Regions from separate parts of the Mus musculus genome. Here regions 2, 3 and 4 are each linked to region 1. A link is a contact called in public ChIA-PET, Hi-C and promoter capture Hi-C data. All regions are on one chromosome and are shown on one strand. Each heading gives the region's core, a stretch centred on a gene start, on an enhancer-like site or on the middle of the called end of the contact. The rest is flanking DNA. Distances are from core to core; before and after follow the strand shown. Region 1 holds the start of Dyrk3 (dual-specificity tyrosine-(Y)-phosphorylation regulated kinase 3). Region 2 holds the start of Ctse (cathepsin E). Region 3 has its middle 15 kb from the start of Avpr1b. Region 4 has its middle 21 kb from the start of Fam72a.

What was found. Promoter capture Hi-C pulls out the DNA fragments that hold promoters and counts their contacts. A called contact is a pair of places that touch in the nucleus more often than the background predicts. ChIA-PET counts read pairs in DNA pulled down with a chosen protein or histone mark.
Region 2: an RNA polymerase II ChIA-PET map of memory CD8 T cells shows a contact between it and region 1, with 8 read pairs. The contact joins the promoter of Ctse here to the promoter of Dyrk3 in region 1. A contact is called at or near these places in 3 of 39 promoter capture datasets (the C10 cell line, the HPC-7 cell line and erythroid cells) and 1 of 115 datasets of contacts at active chromatin or transcription factors (memory CD8 T cells).
Region 3: a contact with region 1 is called in a Hi-C map of the G1E-ER4 cell line, with 1.7 times the contacts expected there. The contact joins the enhancer-like site here to the promoter of Dyrk3 in region 1. A contact is called at or near these places in 1 of 484 Hi-C or Micro-C datasets (the G1E-ER4 cell line) and 1 of 9 other capture datasets (liver).
Region 4: a contact with region 1 is called in a promoter capture Hi-C map of liver, with 2.8 times the contacts expected there. The contact joins the enhancer-like site here to the promoter of Dyrk3 in region 1. A contact is called at or near these places in 7 of 39 promoter capture datasets (the 3T3-L1 cell line, 3T3-L1-derived adipocytes, the C10 cell line and 3 more), 6 of 484 Hi-C or Micro-C datasets (CD8 T cells, Th1 cells, liver and 3 more), 10 of 115 datasets of contacts at active chromatin or transcription factors (the 230-238 cell line, the SCID.adh cell line, T-cell acute lymphoblastic leukemia and 6 more) and 2 of 9 other capture datasets (adipose tissue and macrophages).

The regions. Positions count from the first base shown.
Region 1 is chr1:131,136,962-131,139,546 of GRCm38.p6, forward strand. It overlaps Dyrk3 (dual-specificity tyrosine-(Y)-phosphorylation regulated kinase 3), which reads right to left and starts at 1,273. Exons shown (of 3, transcript NM_145508.2): 1 at 1,119-1,273. The coding sequence starts at 1,195.
Region 2 is chr1:131,637,002-131,639,586 of GRCm38.p6, forward strand. Ctse (cathepsin E) reads left to right here and starts at 1,313. Exons shown (of 10, transcript NM_007799.3): 1 at 1,313-1,556.
Region 3 is chr1:131,612,348-131,614,932 of GRCm38.p6, forward strand. No RefSeq gene overlaps it. Among named protein-coding and RNA genes, the nearest start is that of Avpr1b, 15 kb to the left of the region's middle. Within about 2 kb of position 1,279, at least 53 of the 459 cell types and tissues checked have an H3K27ac peak or open chromatin away from gene starts, as enhancers often do. A contact at or near this core is called in the G1E-ER4 cell line and liver, where this site is marked.
Region 4 is chr1:131,547,891-131,550,475 of GRCm38.p6, forward strand. No RefSeq gene overlaps it. Among named protein-coding and RNA genes, the nearest start is that of Fam72a, 21 kb to the left of the region's middle. Within about 2 kb of position 1,276, at least 48 of the 459 cell types and tissues checked have an H3K27ac peak or open chromatin away from gene starts, as enhancers often do. A contact at or near this core is called in adipose tissue, liver and stem cell-derived neural progenitor cells, where this site is marked.

The DNA of each region.
Region 1 (2,585 bases), core at 23-2,522:
GAAAGAAATAAACATAACATAGAGGTTTGTTTTAGAATGCAAGTCTAACACCTCTATTCTAGTTTCAGCCCCTGGCTGTGCTACCTTCCCCCTCTGAACAGCCTCACAGGTAAATGGGAAGAAAAGGACGTCTACACTCTCAGACTACAAGAAGAGAAGACTAGCAGAACAGCTGTCTTCTCTTCATTATTTTATGCACCCATTTACAGCTAAGCTAACTAGTGAAAAAAGGCAGCCAACAGGAACCCACCCGATGCTTTGCTTTAAGTTACACGATGTACCAAATCTCTCTTCTGTTCCCACTTCATTTCCTGGCATATGGAGATATTTAAAATGCTAAAGGACTACAGAATGGTTCTGTCTTTACACTGTGGGTCCTCCACAGTGAAGGCACACAAACAATGGGCAGGATTTACTAAAGCCACAAGATGGCCTTGAATAATGCATTTTATCTGCTCCCAAGACTACGGATTTGCGGGTCACTCTGGTCACCGGTTCATGTTACCATCTCAGATTATATACTACTAACACAACCATGACTAGGTAACATTTTTCATTGTCTTTAAAAAAAATATCTTTTCAGTCACTTTTGAGATCTGTCTTATTAAAAAAAAATACTTATAGAGTTTAACACAAGTGTTAAAGGAATAAAGGAGGGCTTTAAAAACATCCCACAAGAAATTAAAATATCTTCTAAAAAATATATTGAGGTTCAGACAATGTTTTGATAACAGGCAATTTTCTAGACAGGTCCGGCCTCTGCCATACTGCACGATGAAACACACCAGCACCGCATCTGCAGAGTAACAGCCAGACGCGAACGAGCGGATTGGGTTCCTTTAGCCAGGGCCCGATGCGGAGGGGGAAAGGGACCCCCCCCCAAAAGCGGCACATGGGGAACAAGGTCCCGGGTCTCTGCTGCTCCACCCCAGGGCCAGGGCGGGCTGGGCAGACTCTCGGAGCAACAGGGCGCAGGTCTTGCGCGCAGGTCCCAGACCCAGCTCTCCGGAGGCCGCGCCGTCCCGCCCGCCCTCCCCCGCCCTTCCCGCTCACCGCGCTGATGGACAGGCAGCCCAGACCCGCAAGGAGTCCTCCCGCTCCTACCCGGGCGCCGTTACCTCCGCTGCTGCGGCGGGAGCCCGGCCCCCGGCAGCGCCGCGTCCTTCCTCCCGCGATCGCGGGCTGCGCCTCCCATCGCGAGCTCGCCCCGCGGACACAGAGGCGGCGGTTGGCCCGGTGGGTCGCCTCCAGCACCGCACCTGCTGGCTTCGCTACAAGACGAGGCTGGGCACTGGGCTCGCGCGGTCCGCAGGGAGACCACGCGGGAGCGGCCGCGTCGCTTAGCAACCGCGCACGCCCTGCCGCGCCTGCGCAACGCCGCCTTGGAGGGAGCGGGGAGGAGGCGGAGCGAGGGGCGTGCTGTTCCTGGGTGGTGTGCTCGCAGTTCTTTTTGCAAAAGAGGAAACTGGCTTGGAACCTACGCTTCTTCGTATTCACCTAGCCGTGAAACCAAACATGGGAGTATCAGCAGCACAGCCTGCCTGCTCAGCAGACCGCTTGGAGAGCTCTGCGCATCTTTAATATGTGAAAGCGTACCTCACTCTTTCTGAGAAGTACCGTCCATGTTAAGTCTATTTCGACAGTTAAAATGGAAGTGAAAAGAAAGGCTGTTAAGCCACAGAAGTGGCGGTTGTGTTGAGCTTGGTGCCCATCAGATTTCCTAAGGCTGCAAAACTCCTCTGCAAGAGCGGATTTGATTCCCAACACGGTCGTGGCAGTTCACAACCATCCATAACTCTAGTCCCGGGGTGTTTAATGCCCTCTTCTGACATCTGAGAGTAGCAGGCACGTATGTGGTGCACAGGCATAAACTCATACACATAGGATGAGCCCATTGGATCTATGAGAACAAAACAAAACAAAAACCAAAGGTTCTTCCACGCATCGGTGGCGCACGCCACCTGGTGCACACTGGAAATTATTTCATAGAGCATAATTCCACGAATCTTCAAATGTCCAACCGAGGCTCCTTTTGGGGTTCGTAAAAGTCACAGTCCCTGTTCTCAGAAGATCCACACTCTATTTGCAGCTAAGAATCTGTCCATTTGGGACACTTTATTTTCATCTGTTCAGTGTTGACTTAGCCTGTGATATAAGTAAAAATGTTTTCTTCAATGATGATCTTTTAGAAGTTTTCTGTCTCTCTTTCATCCACAACCAGTGCAATCTTACTTTCCTAGGGTTTTTGTTTTTAAATTGGGCTCTTTGACTCTTGTTTGTAGACAGAGTTCCATGGCAACAAAGGCACCTCCCCCGCTCCAAGATTACAAAATTCTACTAACTGATCCTGCTCTCAGGACTTCTAAGAGGTGAACACCCCAGACTACTACCGGAAGGGTTGGTTGGGACTTGCCTGGACATGTTTAATTACCTCATTTCGAATCACTGCAAGTCTTCCCTTCTGTCTTTAAGGCGCATCTTCTAGAGCCAAGCTAAAGCCTTCCTGTTCTACTTGCCTCCAGCGGGTTAGGGGAGTAGATACAGAGGCTGCCTTTGTCTTTAGTAGGTTATTTCCCTAGTAAGGG
Region 2 (2,585 bases), core at 63-2,562, 500 kb after region 1:
ATTAAAATAAAATAAAATAAAATAAAATAAAATAAAGGTGGGGAGGGGGCAGAACCTGAGTAGACACAGTGTGACCAGGACAATTCACAAAGCAGATTTCAAAAGTCCTGTGTGGCCTGAGATCTTGTCCAGTCTGACTTATGTCCCCAGTACCTAGTCAGTGCCTGGGATGTAACGGGTCCTCAGTAAATGCCCTGTGAGTGAGTGAAGGGCAGGACTGTCACCTGGGATGCTGTCACTGGGGTGCTGTCACCTTTCTTTCCTCAGGGTGGCTGCAGAGGTGCTCCTAGAGGATTTGGAGCAGAGCAGAGGTACTTGGGCATGCCTTCTCAGCTCCGTGTGATGAAACACTTCACCACTTCTGAAGCTTGAACATCTTTCTGGCCAGGCAGTGGTGGCACACGCCTTTAATCCCAGCACTTGGGAGGCAGAGGCAGGCAGATTTCTGAGTTTGAGGCCAGCCTGGTCTACAAAGTGAGTTTCAGGACAGCCAGGGCTATACAGAGAAGCCCTGTCTTGGAAAACAACAACAACAACAATAACAAAACAAAACAAAACAAAACAAAACAAAACCGGCTGGCGAGATGGCTCGGTGGATAAGAGCACTGACTGCTCTTCCAAAGGTCCTGAGTTCAAATCCCAGCAACCACATGGTGGCTCACAACCATCCGTAATGAGATTTGACGCCCTCTTCTGGTGTGTCTGAAGACAGCTACAGTGTACTTACATATAATAAATAAATAAATCTTTTAAAAAAAAAAACCAAGAACATCTTTCTGGTTGTTACCCGCAAAATTTCATTTCTCCAAATAAATCTCCTGTGTCTCTTGAAGTTGATTATGGAGCCCATTTATTGACTGAAGTTGTCTTAAAGAAGGCTTTGACATGTTCAATTCATGTGGTAGCTCATTTACAAACAGTCAATGGTTGCTTTGATATTTGGAGTTCGAAGAACATCTGGCTGTGAGCATTGTGGTCTCCACTGTGACCTTGGCACCTGGCCACAGCTGGCTCAACAAAAAACAATCTTGTGTTTATGGAAATAATGTCCTCTACTGCCTCTGCACATCCTTTATTTATTTTATTTTTATGGAGACAAGGTCTCATGTACCACAGGCTAGCCTCGAGTCAGTATGTAGCTGAGGCTGGCCCCAAATTCCTGATATGTCTGTATCCACCTCTCACACAGGGGAATTAGAGACATGCACCACCATGCCTACCTTCCTTTACTTGACTTTAAAGTCTGTTTCCTGTTTATTTGAAAGAGCAGGCACACTTCCTGTAAGTGCCAAAAAACTGTATGCCCGTCTCACAACTTCATTTGTTCCTCAGAACTGCAGATGCCCTGTGTGACTCCAGAAGCGGTTAGAAAGATCAGGCGTGGTTATCTCCATTTGCAGCTGAGGTGGCCAAGAGATAAGAGTTGCTTAAAGTCGGAGTTAGCAAACAACAAAACGGGGTTTCCACACAGAGCTCAGCTTCGGAGCCCAACCCATCCACTTACTACAAGAAAACGAAATTCTTGACATTTTGGGTTATATCCGGTAACTTCAAAGGTAAGTGGTTTATAATCTTGTTACAAATTTTTCTGGGAAATGACAATCTCATGCTTTAGTTAACAAAAATCCATTTATTATGATAATTTCCTCACAGGTAAAAGTGAGCACCTCCTAAGAAGGCTGCCATTTGCTTGGTTTGTAAGATTGATTTTCCTACGGGGAGCTTTGCGTAGGACTTTGAAGTTTTTGTTTTATTTGCTTGGTTGATTTTTTGAGACATGGTCTCACTAGGTAGGTCAAGCTGCCCTCCACTCTTTATTTAGATGGTTTTAAAATCCCTACTACTATTTGTGTACTGATGAAATCGGAGGTTTTGCAATAGAAGTCATATTGTCTGAACGGTGCCTTTCAGTTCCTGATTTAACTCTCTCTCTCTCTCTCTCTCTCTCTCTCTCTCTCTCTGTGTGTGTGTGTGTGTGTGTGTGTGTAAGACTTTTATTATGGCATGACTTACTGTCATTAATGTTTATATAATGTTCTACATCTGCATGTTATTTCTAAATTAGAGTGTACTGTACATGAGCTGCTAATTGCATTATAGCTGTTAATAATGCGTTGCTAAAGGAAATTTCTTCAGGACAAAGATAACTGCTGATCCAGGTGTGGAGCTACACACCTTTGATTCCAGCACTTGGGAGGCAGAGGCAGGTGGATCTCTGTGAGTTCAAGACCACCCTGGTCTACATATCGAGTTCCAGGCTCGTCAGAACACAGTGAGGCACTCTCTTAAAAACAAAACAAAACAAAACAAAACAAAAAAACCTACTGGCAAAAATTTCATAGCATATTACTCATTTCTGTTATAAACTCGAGAGGGAACTGGAAGGAGGGCTCCATGGTGAACACTGGCTGCTCTTCTAGAGAACTTGAGTTGAATTCCCAGCACATATATGGCAGCTCAAACCATCTGTAACTCAAGTTCCAGGGGACCCAAGACCCTCTTCTAGCCTCCCTGAATACCAGGCACATGCATGGTACACAGACACACATGCAGGCAAGACACCAATGCACATAAAAACAAAATCA
Region 3 (2,585 bases), core at 29-2,528, 480 kb after region 1:
GCCCTAACCCCAGGATAAACTGAGTCATGCTGCTCTGTGTGGGAGATATGGATATATGTGGACACACACACATGCATATCCTGTGGATTGTAAAGTTCATTACTCCAGTACCTTAAAATCTACACAGGAAGTCTGAGCCTGCATCCACAGACTCAGCTCCCCAGCAGACTAAGGCTGGAGGCTTCTAAATGCAAGAGCTGCCTCCCGTGCTACAAGGCAAATTCAAGACCAGATTGGATGTTTTAGCAAGACCCTGTCTAAAAAGAAAAAAAGAAGAAAAAAAAAGAAAAGAGCTGGAGGCATAGCTCAGTGCAGAGCAATCCCTTATCAAGCAAACCAAATCCTAGGTTTAACCCCTGACCCTAGTGTTGCAAAAGTAAACAAACCCCAAATGGGTGTAGTGGTAGAACCTGCTTTCAGAAAAACAGTCAGTCAGTGCAGTCTCTCGTGGAAGGGACAGCTGGGGCCCAGATCCCTAAACAAGTACATTCTCCTTGTGCAAGTCACAAGAGAAAGTGCTAGCTCACATAGTGAGAGCCTGCCTTCTAAAATGAAACCAGAAACGGCAGCCCAGGCACGACTAGAACACCAGGTACAGGCAGCCCAGGCAGGAATAGAACACCAGGTACAGGGAGGGAAGAATGGATACGGGTATGTGGGAAGCTGAGCAGGTAATTGTGGAGATTCCTTGGGATGGATTTTTAAGTTATTAAAACCAGCTATTGATTTTCCAGGTGGCTATCTTGTGTTTTGTATGTAAATATGTCTTTGGTCTACCAAGTGACTATTAACACAGCCCAGGCTGCCACAGTTCTCTTCTGGGTCCAGAACCTCAAAGTCCTGGTTGAAATGAACCAATATGACTCTTTAATACCTAGGGTCATTCTGGCCATATTTATTTCTTATGAGCACTGACAATGGGCTTCACAATATACAATTAAAACATGATTTTTTTTTTTTCTAAGCAAGCAGCTCACTGACAAAGTACTGAAGGTAGCCAGGCGGTGGTGGCTCACCCTTTAATCCCAGAACTCAGGAGGCAGAAGCAAGCAGATCTCTGTGAATTCCGGGCCAGCCTGATCTACAGAGCGAGTTCCAGGACAGCCTGGATTACATAGAGAAACGCTGTCTCAAAAAAAAAAAAAAAAAGTCATGAAGGTACCAGGTCTGCAACCACAAGGTGGCAGTGTGGAGCCAGAGTAGCAGGTCCTGAGTGTTGTGTATGTCACCTCCCCACTCCCACACCCAAGCTGGGCTGGGCTGGGCTGGGCTAGGTGCCTAGCCTTACAGTAACTAACTAGATACACTGTGCTCCATTGATATTCCTGGGAGGCCTGTTCTTTTCTGAAGGGCAGTGGATCTGCATGAAAGCGTAGGTGTGTGTTTGGGGAACTGGGAGGAGTAGAGGGAGGGGAAACTGCGGTCCGGATATATTGCATGAGAGGTGAGTATACATGCGCGTGCACGCGCGTGCGCGAGCGAAGGAAAAAAAGAAAAAAAAGAAAAAAAAGAATCAGGTTGGGTTGAAGTCGGGCGATGGTAACATGAGCCCCTAATCCCAGCACTGAGGATGCAGAGGCAGACAAGTTTGAGACCAGCCTGGTCTACAGCCAGGGCTACACAGAGAAACCCTCTCCCAAAATACCATTTAAAAAAAGCAAATAAATAATAATAAGTAAATAAATCAGGTTAAAGCTCCTACTCAGCACCTCACCCCTACTCAGGACAGCCTGAGGCAACTATGAATCCCAGCTGGGTTGGGGGACTGGGAAAGACAGCCTTAAGAGTGTTGGCTTCTCATTGACTTCCTTCTACAGGTCACAAGGTGCATCTGACAAAGACAACATCTAAGAGACTTCTGTTGCTGTGGAAGGGTTACGCGTGGGGAATGTGCTGGAAAAACCGGAGACACATGCAGGACTGTTGGAGGGAGGGAGGGGTCCGGGGACTCCAAAACCAGATGAGGCAGGGTCAGTTTACTGCCTCTCTCTGATCTCGCGGAACCCTGAAATCTATATTGATCCAAGGAGCAGATCCACTAAACACACCTCTCACCCGGTGCGTCCAGCTCACTAGTGGCATGGTGGTGGAATCCTGCTGTAGCTCTGAGGTAGCATTTGCACGCTTGCTCCTTCAGAACAAGCCTTGTTCGACCCCCCCCCCCCCAGATAAGGTGGGCCTTGTTTGCTGACGTTTGTCTTTCCAGACACACAATCAACTGGCTGCTAAAGCACATCCATTTTTCTACATCTTATTATCACACAAGTTGGGGAAATTTTTATCCAGTGCTTCCCCCAGCGGAGGAGACCAAGGGGAACAGCATGATAGCTCCCCAAGGGAACGGATCCTCTAAGTTCATGGGACCATCACAAACAAAAGCTTTTTGATTGCTGGTGGGGTGGCATCTGGTGACTGGAGTTTACAGTCATTCTCTGTGGTCTACAGCCTCGCTTTCCTTGGTGTCAGTTACAGCCAACTGGAGCTGAGAACATTAACCAAAATAGGTACACAAGCTCAACGGTGTGATGAAATCTTGTCCCATCCCACTCCCTCCTGGCTCGGACATGGACATTGTCCAGCAAAGT
Region 4 (2,585 bases), core at 26-2,525, 410 kb after region 1:
TTGAATATAAGCAGAGAATAAAGTGTGATGGCTTGACTAGCTGTGATACTGGTGACAGAAGCATGCAGGTGACTAGTAAGTAGGTATAGACTGCTGAATTTCTGTCGTGGACACTAATGCCCTAAGCCTACGCTGATAGTGATTTTGATCTCTGCATTTGGATCTGTGAGTCAGCTGTTCAGAATCCCTCAGAACCTAAGATTCTCAGCATTGCCACACATCTTTATGTTCTTTCATCTGTTTTTATAACTAAGTGTGAAACGTCTTGAACAATAGTCCTATGACTATCTGACCAATTATTGTTCAAAGGAGTCTCTGAAGTACTATATAGGCCATTATTCAATTCAATGACCCTATGGAGCTTTGATTGGATTTGGACATCAGAGGATATAATTATAAATGAAATATGCTTTTCTGTGTTGGCTTAAGGCTCCTAATTATATAATGTTATTTCTATAGAAGAAGAAAGAGTATATTAGATTTTGATGACTCACACAAGCACTCATTCAGATTCAGTGAAAATGCAATCATTGTGAACAAGAGCACACAGATGGAATCCAGTATTGAAGAACCTGACAGAAGTTTAGAGTTTCCAGCAAAAGCACACTTCACTCATCACAGGTCTCTTTTAGAGCCTCTTCTAGCCTGGAAATCCACTAGGTGGAGCAAAGGACCAGGAATTGCTGCCCAAGAGTATCCACAAGCAAACCAACTAGTACAGCTGTTCCTTGCCTCTAGGTCTAGACCAACGCAAGCAGGAGACTGAGTTCCTGAACTGCTTGAGATCAAATGTTTCCTAGTCATTAAAATAGACAGTAGTCCAAGGAATAGAGAAGCACAAATTTGCTGAGCAGGCCACAGTATTAAGTATACAGAGGGCACACCCATCTGAGACTAGTTCCCCCTCCCCACGCCCTACCCCTCGCAGGCTTGGCTCTTATTACAGATTTCCTTTCCGGTTTCCATTGGTGACAGATGGAATTTAGGGGCAGAGCTCTTACCAAGGTCCTATAGCCAAGAGATCCTAAGCTTAGATCATCCACCCCCTTTTCTCTGCCTGCTCTAGCCATTCCCGAGCACTAGTAGCAGCCTGGTTTCCATTTAAATATGTTTTCTTTGATTCCAGGCCCTTGGATTCTAACACTTCCTTCCTTGGGTTGCAATCTTTCGTTCTTTTCTGTGCTTAGGGGTTGGTTAGCTGAACAGAGGCCAGGAACTTGGTTGATTCTATGTGAAGACAGTGTGCCAAGGGAGACTACCCTTGTTTACCCCCTCCTGTCAGCGACCTCTCGTGGCCCCTGCATTCAAACTGCAGATGTTAACTATCTCATGCCTCAGTCCAAATCTGTTACCAACATTTCATAACACTGGAGTCCAAACACTTACAGAGGGAAGTTTGATGAAAAGGGGAGTTCTCAAATCAAAATAACTCTTCTTTCTTGTTCTGTCTCTGCTGTGGAAATATTTATTGAACTATTAATTACCTTTGTCTTTAATCTAAGCAGGTTAGGTAAGTCTTTAGTAACTTATCACCTTAAAGTGTTTTTTACAGAATGATCATGCATCTTTGGATAAAATCTGAACTCACTGAAGGGGTGTGTGTGTGTGTGTGTGTGTGTGTGTGTTATCTATGACCTTGAAAACAGAAGGAACAAGGAAGGAGAAAATTTCCCAAAAAGGTAATGAAATTTTTCATTGCTGAGTGTGATGGTTCATGTTTTAATCCCAGCACTCACAGGCAGGAAGATCTCTGTGAGTTTTAGGCTAGTCTGGTCTACATACCAAGATCTAGATCAATTAGGGGTACATAGTAGGACTGTGTCTCAAGAAGTAGAGGAAGAAGAGGTTGATTTTCATCTAGGGTAGAATGATGACCTATGGGACTTCTTCTTGGCTTTGGTGTCATAGAAACTTTAGGACCAGATACTAAAATTCAAACTCACTTTGTAGTGAGAGACCAAATCTTTTGGGTTCAGACTCCATCTTAGAGAACCTGACCTAAGGTAAATAAACAAACACTCTGGTACCTAGCACCAGTTTCCAGGTTACCCCCTAACAAGATCTGCATCTAGCATCAGGTTCCAGGCTTCCTCCCATCAAAACCTGTGTCTAGCACCAGTTTCTAGGTTATTCCCCAGCAAATCTGCACCTCCAGGTTACAAGCCTACCTGGGACACTTCACTTCCTAAGAGCCACCAAACAGGAAGAAAGCAGAAAGCCAAGTTTATAGCTTGGCTTCCAGCACCAGCAAATTATATTAAAGGCCATAATGGCTCCCCAATCAGATTTGTACCAGGCTAGATACTCCCTTCTTGCATCTCTAAATGCTTGCCTAAAACTAGGCTCAGGACTCCACCTTCCTGCTGTGTCGGGGTTGGTGGGGACCGCAAGCTCGAGGTTGAACAGAGACCATAAAGCGATTGCATTGGATTCAGCAATTTAGTGGTCTTTTGGGGTTCATGAACATTTCCTGGCATAACAGTAGCAAAGGCTGACCTTGAACACTTGATTCTCTTGACTCCATTGCCCATATAAATAATATAGCAAAGGATATTTTTCTACTATGTCTTTAAACATGCTTGGAA